Regions from separate parts of the Sus scrofa genome. Here regions 2 and 3 are each linked to region 1. The links are chromatin contacts, called in public Hi-C maps. All regions are on one chromosome and are shown on one strand. Each heading gives the region's core, a stretch centred on a gene start, on an enhancer-like site or on the middle of the called end of the contact. The rest is flanking DNA. Distances are from core to core; before and after follow the strand shown. Region 1 has its middle 47 kb from the start of AGO2. Region 2 holds the start of TRAPPC9 (trafficking protein particle complex subunit 9). Region 3 overlaps TRAPPC9 (trafficking protein particle complex subunit 9).

Region 1 (3,159 bases), core at 299-2,798:
TCACCTTCCCCTAGTAAACTGTAAAAGGCAATTAGCACTTGAATAAGGAGCCCGCGTGTCTGGAATGAAAATGAGACGCACGCAGCTTGGGGGTTTTAGGGTGCCGCTTCCCATCCCTCCCGCTCTACGGCCCTAACTACCAAGCAGAACTGGCCCAAATGCAGCCTCTCCAGACTTTCCCTTGGAGAAGGGGCCGCAGAAGTGCTGGCAGAAAGAAAAACGAAACTGCGCGCGCACCAGGCTGGCCCCGCTTCGGGCTGCGCCTCCCCGCCGCTCGCCTCCCCGCGCCGCCCGCACCCCGAGCCCGGCGCCCCCGGCCGGGGCCTCCAGGCCCTCGGGCGCTGAGAGCCCGGCCCCGGCCGCGGCCCCGCCGGGGCCCAGACGCCTGGCGCGGGAGGCCGGGGCCGCGGCCGGGCCAGGCGGGCGCCCGGGCCTCGGGCCTACACGCCGGCCGCCCGGCCCAGTCCCCTGCCAGCCGGGTCCCGGGCCGCCGGGCCGCGGGGAGGGCCCAGGCCGCGCGGGGCGCCCCGACGACTCGGGCCCGAGGAGGCCGGGGCTGCGCGTCCGCCGCGGGGCCGAGGCCACGGCCAGCGGCCGGGGCCCTCCGACCCCGCCAGCCCCGCCGCCGCCGCCGCCGCCGCCGCCGCCGCGCCCCCAGGCCCCGGTCCCCCGGCCTCCCGCCCGCCGCGCGCGCCGCGCTCGCGCCCGGCCAGCCAACGGCCGCCGGCGCCGAGGGGAGGAGCGCGCGAGCGGCCGGGCCGGCGCCCCGAGCGCGAGGACTCACCGGGGCCGGCTCCCGAGTACATGGTGGCGCCGCCGAGGGGCTCCGGGGCCGAGGGGCGGCCGCGCGCGCGCCACGGGCCCCGACGCCGCGAGCCGCGAGGGAGCCGCCGGCCGCACGATCCGCCCCGGCGCGGCCGCCTCGCCAAACAGGTTTACCCGACGCGGCCGGGGCGGCGGGCGGGGGCGGCGGACGGAGGCGGAGGCGGCGGGCAGGGGGGAGGGGCGAGGGAGGCGGGCGGGGGAGGCGGGGCGGGGCCGCGCGGCCGCGGCGGGGAGGCGGCGGGGGCGGGGCGGGCCGGCGGGGGCGGGCGGGGGAGCCGGGACGCGGACGCGGGCGGCGGGGGCCCGGGCGGAGCGAGGCCCCGCCGCGGGGCGGGGCGGGCGCGGGGCGGGCGGGCGGGGGGGGGCGCCGCGCAGCCACTCAGGAGAGCGACGTCTCCTCCGACTGGGCGGAGCGGGCCCGCGCGGCGCTGCCACCGGAGACCGGGAAGAAAGAAAAGAAAACACACCCCTTGTTTGCCCGCCGCCTCCGGCGCGCGCGGGGAGCCCGTTCCGGCTGCGGGCGGGCGGGCCCCTTCCCCACCCTTGGCCCCCGCCCGGCAGGACGCGCCTGGGTACCGTGTGGACGTGGTGGTGTCCGCATCCCGGCGCCCGGGCATCTCAGCCAGGCTGTTTTTAAGTTATTCCCGCAACATGAATGTCGCGAAGCTTCCTCCGGCCCTGGAGCTTGAACTTGAACGCGCCCCGGCCCTCGCACACTACCACACCGCCACCTCCCGGCCGAGAACCCAGATCATCCACGTAAAGAACTAAACCGTTGAAATTCGGGGTCAGTCGGAGCCGCTGTCGATGATGACATCAAACTAAAACCGCCCCTTCCAGCTCTCGGGGCCTCCGCAGTTGCTTGCTGCCCCTCTTGTGTGGGAACGTTCTCCCCTAGCCCACTACTCCATCCATCGAGTCCCGGGAGGTCCAGCTGTTTTTGGAGGCTTTTCCGGGGAGCCAGACGCAGGTCACCCGTCTCCCCTAACTGGTGGGTGATTAGAAGCCGGAAGGTGAAATACAATCCAAAATTGCTCGTCATCTTTTTAACATATTTGCCTACTCATTCCTTCATCCTGCAAGCACGAATTATCCGCACACTGGATGCTGCTAACTCTGTGTTCCTCAGGCCCACCGTGGGCCAAAGATGAACGGGAGCGGTGCCTCAAGCAGCCAATAGGTTTTCGCTCCTCTGCGCAGTCCTCAGTGACATCCCTAAATAAATGCAGGGGGACCACCCTGTCCTCCAGAGAGGAACCTAAAAGGACGTCGATCTTCAGCAGCACTGATACGAATGCGAGTGGGTCCCATGGCGTCACCCTCCCAGATGCCCTTCCATCCTTCTTAATCCTCTGCCCACCACCTGCACTGTCCTGGAGGCCTGGATGGCCCCTCCACTGCACAGTCATGCTGTGTGAACACAGACCTGGCGCTGCCCGCTTCGCTTGCTCGGACCCTTCCCTCTCCCCATTTCAGTCTGCATATGGCCCCAAATCCTTCATTTGCTGTACAATGCCCTGTGTCTGCCAGCCCCTGCTTTGCCAGAATCATCTACGTCACCTTCAAAGGCGCCTTAGGTTCACATCTGCACTTTCTGAAGAGTATTGCTGTGGGAATGGGAGTCAGCACAACCACTTGGGGGAAAATGTCTGGGAAATCTGCTAAAAAGACATTTGTCTGGTAGAAGCGAACGGCACAAGACCTTCGGCAGCTACTTGGCTGAAATGTGTGTTTGGGAGCCCCGGAAGCCCAGGTAGGAATGCTTGTCAGGGAGCTCGCACGGAGAGGCGGTGCGTTAACATCCGGCTTGTCTCTGCGGAGGCGCCAGTTCCGTCCCCGGCCCAGGCGCGGTGAGTTAAGTGCTGCAGCTGTGGCGTCGGTGCATGCCTGGGCAGCGGAAAAAGGAAAAAAATGCACAGGGGCAGAGGACTGGGTGCCACCCAGCTGTTCACCAGCTTTAGAATAGGTGGTGAGAGCAATAGGTACTTGTATAAAGTGGGGTCCAGGGGTGCAAATGAACAGCCTTCAGCCACCGGCAACAACGTGGATGGATCTTCACAACAGAGCCAATAAGGCACGGCTGCATTTTATAAACTGCATCGCTTAGGGATGTATCGTTGCACAGAGGAAGGCTGAGGAAGGTGGGCCTGGGGCTTTGGGTGGGTGCACGCACTCCTTCCCACAACGGCGCCGTTTATTCTGCCATAGTCTCTCAAGTTGCACGCTTATTTTTATACGCTTTTATATGCTTTGCTGTCTTTCACCACAAAGACTTTTTTTTTTTTTTTTTTTTTTTTTTTTAGGGCCACACCTGTGGCATAGGGAGGTTCCTGA
Region 2 (3,113 bases), core at 396-2,895, 150 kb before region 1:
AGCCAAAAAGTGGAAACAACACGAATCTCCATCACCTGATAAAGGGATAAACAAAATATGGTCTATCCATGCAATAGAATATTACTCAGCCAAAAAAGGAACAAAGGGAGCTCCTGCTGTGGGAAAGTGAGGTCAAAGATCTGGCTTGTCGCTGTGGTGGTGCTGCTTTAATCCCTGGCTCACTGCAGCGGGGAAGGATCCAGCCTTAAGGGTGTGGCTCAGGTTTTATCCAGAGCCCAGGAACTTCCACATGCCGAGGTTGCAGCCAAAAGAGTAAAAAAAACGCACAAAATACAGACATTGCCACGACACGGATGAACCTTGAAAACTGCATGCTCAGTGAAAGTTTTCACACCCAAAAGGCCACATCGTGTATGAATTCATTTACATGAAATGCCCCAACTCTGCAAATGCAGAAAGTAAATTTGTGGCTGCCACCGGCTGCAGGAGGGGACACTGCCAATGGGAGTGGAATTTCTTTTTGAAGGGATGAAAAGGTTCTGGAATAGTGGTTGCACGACTGTGAACATTCCAAAACCACGGAACTGAATGATTTAAATGGGTGGACTTCATGGTATGTGAACATTATCTCAAAGCTCTTATTTGAAAAAATATCTCTTGAGAACTATTTTTCCTTCTATACTACTAGCCTGCCTCACAGTTTAACAAACAACTAAAAACCTGCCAGATCCTTAGGACTGCAATATTCCTGGGTCTCCAATATGCCTCTACTGCTGTTGTCTCATGCGAACAAATACTAGCCGGGCTGGACCAGGAAGCCACTATAACTACCTTTTAAAAATCGCCAGTCACAAGTTTAAACTGGCGCGGAGGGGGGTGGAGGACCTCAAAGCCTCATGCCTTCAGCTCATTTTTAACTAAACTGAGCCCTGCTTTCAACACTATAGCCCCTCCCTCCATCAAAACATGTGAAATCAACAAGCGCCCCATCCCCACCGCAGAAAACCCCGCGTTAAAAGGCATTTACGTGGGGCAGATACAGGGAAGAGACCAAGGCAAACACAGCGCGGGCTCTCTCTGTTCCCAAGACCTGGCCGGAGAAGCCGGACTTTCCAATTCGGGGATCTTGTCCCCGGGAAACAGCGCCTGACGCCGCCGAGCGGGATCGGAGGCACTTTCAATCCAGAAGAGACCGAGGAAGGAAAGGGAGAGCAGGGCAGCGCCGGGATCGCGGGCAGCCCGGCTCCGAGCAGCCCCAGCCCGGCCACGGGTCCCGGCCGGGGGCGGGGGCCAAGGAGAGGACGCCCGGCCGGAGGGGACCCGGGGGCGGAAGCGGGGAAGGGGCCGGCCTCCGCCCCCGGAGGAGAGTCGGGGCCGCGGCCCGACAGGCGGCAGGTGCAGCCCGGCCGCCAGGCGGGGAAAGGGGCCACGGCAGGTGGCCCAGGCAGGTGCGGGCTGGGGCGAGCCCCTCGGCGGGACACACGCCGACTCGCGCCCTCGCGCGCCGGGTCGCTTGGACAGCCCTCCCGCTGCCGGCGCGATCCCCTGCCCGATCCTGGCACTTACACAGCCGGAGGCCCCGGGCCGGGAGCAGGAGCCAACGGCCTGGCGGGCGGTGGAGCCGAGCAGCCTCGGCGGCCGCTCCCCGCGCTCGGAGCTGGAGCTTCCGACTGGCGGCCGAGCCGGCACCGCCCCTGCGCATGCGCGGGCCCGTCCCGCCCGGCGATCCACTCCGGGTTTTGGGAGAGACACCGGGGAAGGAGGGAGGGAGGAGGGGGCGAAGGGGGAAGAGAAGAGGGAGGAGAAGAGCAGGCTGCGGGGTGGACCGAGGGAGGAGGGGAGGAGGGAGGAAGGCGGCGGAGGGCGGGTGGATGGACCCAGACGGGGAAGGAGCGGAGCGGAGCAGCTCCTGGGGCGGTTCACGCCCCAGGAAGTGCCAGTGCTGCCTCTGCGCCCCTTTCCGACCCCTCTAGGCACGCAGCTCACGTTCACCTAGGTGGTGGAGCCCTCCAGACCGCACCCCTGCAAAATCCCCAGGGGATCACACTCCTTGCCCCCACGCCGAGCCAGGCTTCGACGTGCTCCGGGGCCCAAGCACCCGCAGGCGTTGTCATCAATGCTCAGAATTACTCTGGGGAGGATTCAAGTTCCCCTTTTCCAGGCAGGGAAACTGAGGCAGGCACAGTCTTGGCGTGCCTCATCTGCGAGGTTGCAAGACCTGGGCGGGCGGGGCGGGAGGTAGAAGGTCAGAGCCCAAGCCTGGAGCAGACTGTCCCCAACCTTCCTGGGTAAATCATTCCGTACTCTGAGGGTCCCATCAAGGGCTCCGAATAGGCCCCTCAGTGTCCTTAGTTCCAGCGCCTAGCTTGCTAGGTAAGGGCAGAAGCCATGAAAGGATTTAAACCCCTCTAGGTTAAAACAAATACAACAAAAGAATTTACAAACATAGGTTGGACTGTGCATGTCATATTTGAAAAAATACACAAGGAATTGTAAACAGTGGCATCGCCAGGAAGGGCTGAGAGGACAGCGGATAAAGGAGACCACTCCCTTGTGTATTTCTGCGCTGTTTGAATTTTTTACCTTAGGTGTCCTTTAGTACAGCAAATACAAGCAGCCAGGGAAAAACCGAGCCATCACTTCTGCTTTACCCCAGCAAGAATTTATTGACCCTCTGTTCTGTGGCCAGGCTGTTTTATGACTTATTATTTACGCTTTCCTTATAAAATCATAACAAGCTATCCCTCATCCCCGCCCAGGGTCAGTGGAAAACTATTGGAGTTTTTATTCTTGTCCAAGGAGTAGGAATGAGTTAGAAACAGAACACATCTTCAGGGCAAAGCAAGTGGGGGAGATTTCCAGCAGGTCAGACAGCCAAGAAGGGTTTTTCAACAGAGTCTCCCAGAGGCCGAGAGAGAATGCTTCCAGGACCCCAAAAAAGCTGCCCAAGGTGGCTTCTCCATGGCACTAAGGGTGCAGGGTGACAGTTATAGAACAAGGAAAACAGACCCTAAGAGAGGCCACCCTTTATGGAGGTCTGTGTGCCAGGAATAGAGCACCATGTTTAGCTCAGGGTGTCTGTGTAAGATCCATGCAAGGTAGCTATTCTTAGCGCTGAGACCCAGAAAGAAGCTGCTCCTTGGCTGAGGTCA
Region 3 (3,160 bases), core at 302-2,801, 230 kb before region 1:
AAGATACAAAAAGACAAACACCCCCAACACTTCTGTGGAGCCGGGAGCCAAAGCACCCTGGCACCAGGGAGCGACAAATGCACCCTGCACACAGCACACCAAAGGTGTGGGCAGACTCCTTGGCCAGCCCTCCAGCCCAAGCCCTAGACCCACCCCTACCCTCCCCCCATACAGGAAGCAGCTCGCCCTCCCTAGGCCAGCAAGCAAGGGAAAATGCTACTTGGTTTTGCTCCCTCCTGCTGCAGCAGGGGCCCCAGCAAAGCCTTGCCTGAATTTTCTGTCTGGCCTCTTGTCAGTTTCTATTGCTTGGGGAGGCCAAGAACCCTAGTGGGTAGCACAGCGCTGGCAGCCCGATGTTCCTCTCTCTGCAGGGTGCTCCACGCCACACACAGGGCGGCCCAGGCCAGGGACCCCAGCAGCTCATCCAAGGCCACTCAGCTTCCCCGTGAGTGAGACACACGCATCATCAAAACAGAAAGCAGCCCGTTTTCAGGTTAAGAGCTGTACATGCTGAAACACGGGAAGTCAGTAACAAGGCAACATACATGATAACAATGACAATGCACTGAGCGGGTTTTATGTGCCAGGCTCTTTGTATATACACAGCGTGTGCAGTCCTTACACCAGCACAACCAGGGAGGTCTGACCCTCCTTTCACTGATGAGGTGCAATCCAGAGAAAACAAGCAATTTGATTTCCCAAGCACAAAGCCAGCCCCTGGGAGCCAGACACTGTGGGGCTGAGGCGGGGAGGAAAAACGCCTCAATTCCAGTTGTCCGGCCTTCATACGGAGACTGCTGTCAACAAACTTGAGAAGAGAAGGGCGACTTGGGAGGCAAGGAGACGCCTAGAATGTGTCACCATACCCCGGGCCAGAAGCGGCAGTCTGCCCCAGAGACTGGCAGATGGCACTCCGTGGATCAGATGGCGGGCCAGCGACCCCGACCCACCCCACCGAAAAGCACACACCCTTTAGACCACGGTGCCCCACGAGACTGAATTCTTCCAGAAGCTGCAGAAGGCCCTTTTTGATACACCGCCCCTTCCACCCCCGCCTTGGGAAGTTCTATTTCGGTTCACCTAAAAGTTGGAGAATTAGTATTTTTCCCATAACGAGTAAATCCACTAATACACTGGAGATTTTGACACACTGCTAGTTCTCCTTCGCAGCGCTGTGGTCCTTGTGTGGTTTCTCCACTGAGAATGCATTTTATCAGCAGGTGCTTATTACGCGGCGCTGCACAGTATTTATCTCTTCAACACAGAAGTTAAGGAAGTCAAAGGCTTCCCCTGGTTTCTGCTGGGTTTGGTTCAGCCCCTTCTGTCTATTTCTGAACAAACAAAAGGGACTGTATAACTTACAATGGAAACAAATTATAGCCCTTTAGTGAGGCCTCCCACCAGGACTCTAGCATAACAACTCCTGGGCCCAGACTCTCCTCTCCTCCACCCAGGTGAACCTCAAAACCCCCAGCGATATCACGCATGCACGCACACGAGGCGGGAAGGGGGGGAAGGGATGGAAGGCCAGAAGCTAGATAACGCACACTGCCCTCATCTTATAAAAACCATGCCCTTCACCTCTGGGCAGGGTTCACGCTGCAACTCTTCGTGCTCAGCTCTGAAGCTAAAGGACAGGAGTTCCCCTCACGGCTCAGCAGTTAACAAATCCAACTAGGAACGATGAGGTTGCAGGTTCAATCCCTGGCCTCACCCAGTGGATTAAGGATCCGGCGTTGCCGTGAGCTGCAGTGTAGATCACAGATGTAGCTCGGATCCCTCGTTGCTGTGGCTGTAACATCGGTCAGCAGGTATGGCTCCGATTTGACCCCTACCTAGCCTGGGAACCTCCATGTGCCACAGCACAGCCCTAAAAAGACAAAAAGACCAAAAAAAGGAAAAAAAGAAGCTAAAGAACAGAAACTCAAATCTAAGCCCACGTGTTCCCCACGGTGAGAACAAGACATAACACACAGGACCTCAAACCCAACCTTGTATGTTTCAGACTTGGTCCAATCATGGGAGACCTTCAATTATTACAGTCATGTTATTTTACCCATACTCTCTGATACCAAAAGCTAGTAAAAGGATGCATTTTTATTCTCAATTCCATTTTACAATTTACTGAAATTCAAAAAAAAATGTGAAGAACATATATTTTAAAACCCAGGATTATAAAAGATGGCCAGCAAAGTAATTTTTTTTTCCTTTCAGGGCCACAGGTATGGCATATAGAAGTTCCCAGGTTAGGAGTCGAATCAGAGCTGGAGATGCTGGCTACACCACAGCCACAGCAACACCAGATCCAAGCCGTGTCTTCGACCTACACCACAGCTTATGGCAGAGCTGATCCTTAACCCGCTGAGAGGAGCCAGGGATGGAACCCGCATCCTCATAGATACTAGTCAGGTTCTGTTCCGCTGAGAAACAACAGGACTCCCAGAGAAGTATTCAAAAAGGCTAGAATTATGGCAAGTGAAAAAGCACAGGGGTGGGGGACGTGGGAAGGTGTGGCCGGCCAGCCCTCCACGTCCGGTCAGCCCACTGTGTCCACCCAGCCATTCACATTCGGGGCTGCCCAGTCTTGGTCCCACTCCCTCAACTCCCTCCCGGGCAAAGTTTTGCATCAACAACCTCAGATCTCATGTCAGCCTCAGCTTCTTTCCAACAAAAACATGACACTAGCGCTCTAACTGTGCCACAACCTACACACCTGTACATGACTCTTCATACGAGTAGCTGAATAACCGACAAGTCTCTGGGCCACAAGTCACAAATCTGATGTGGGAACTACTGCTGCCAGGAGCAGGGGCAGTAAAGGATGCAGACCCCCCGGAGGGCGACCAGGGCAGCAACGGTGACTCTGAGCACTAACTTCCTCACCCAGCAAACGAGGCCATGGCGGGAAAGGAGGGAGGCTGGTTTCCAGAAAGAAGCAAAGGCACAGAAATGACCTCAGTGAAAAACTCCCTAACAGCAACTCCTACTCATCAGAGCCTGCCTCCCAGCCCACGGAGCCCACCTCCTGCACGGGCCTCCCAGGGGTCCTTGCAAAATGCAGGCTCCTGGGCCCTGGGTCCAGAGGGGCGCCCTGGAAGTGGCAGTGGACATCCTGAGTTAACCACTAGCTAAGCATTATTTTCTTTCGAAATGTATTTCC

What was found. A called contact is a pair of places that touch in the nucleus more often than the background predicts.
Region 2: a Hi-C map of liver shows a contact between it and region 1, with 9 times the contacts expected there. The contact joins the promoter of TRAPPC9 here to the enhancer-like site in region 1. A contact is called at or near these places in 5 of 5 promoter capture datasets (fetal liver, fetal skeletal muscle, liver and 1 more), 32 of 47 Hi-C or Micro-C datasets (adipose tissue, alveolar macrophages, blood and 16 more) and 2 of 2 datasets of contacts at active chromatin or transcription factors (alveolar macrophages and skeletal muscle).
Region 3: a contact with region 1 is called in a Hi-C map of fetal liver, with 1.5 times the contacts expected there. The contact joins two enhancer-like sites. A contact is called at or near these places in 2 of 47 Hi-C or Micro-C datasets (fetal liver and liver).

Annotation. Positions count from the first base shown.
Region 1 is chr4:2,917,855-2,921,013 of Sscrofa11.1, reverse strand. No RefSeq gene overlaps it. Among named protein-coding and RNA genes, the nearest start is that of AGO2, 47 kb to the left of the region's middle. Within about 2 kb of position 1,548, at least 59 of the 83 cell types and tissues checked have an H3K27ac peak or open chromatin away from gene starts, as enhancers often do. A contact at or near this core is called in adipose tissue, alveolar macrophages, embryonic fibroblasts and 10 more, where this site is marked.
Region 2 is chr4:3,063,786-3,066,898 of Sscrofa11.1, reverse strand. It overlaps TRAPPC9 (trafficking protein particle complex subunit 9), which reads right to left and starts at 1,645. Exons shown (of 24, transcript XM_021088861.1): 1 at 1,528-1,645.
Region 3 is chr4:3,146,697-3,149,856 of Sscrofa11.1, reverse strand. All of the region lies in intron 9 of TRAPPC9 (trafficking protein particle complex subunit 9), which reads right to left. Among named protein-coding and RNA genes, the nearest start is that of TRAPPC9, 83 kb to the right of the region's middle. Within about 2 kb of position 1,551, at least 4 of the 83 cell types and tissues checked have an H3K27ac peak or open chromatin away from gene starts, as enhancers often do. A contact at or near this core is called in fetal liver, where this site is marked.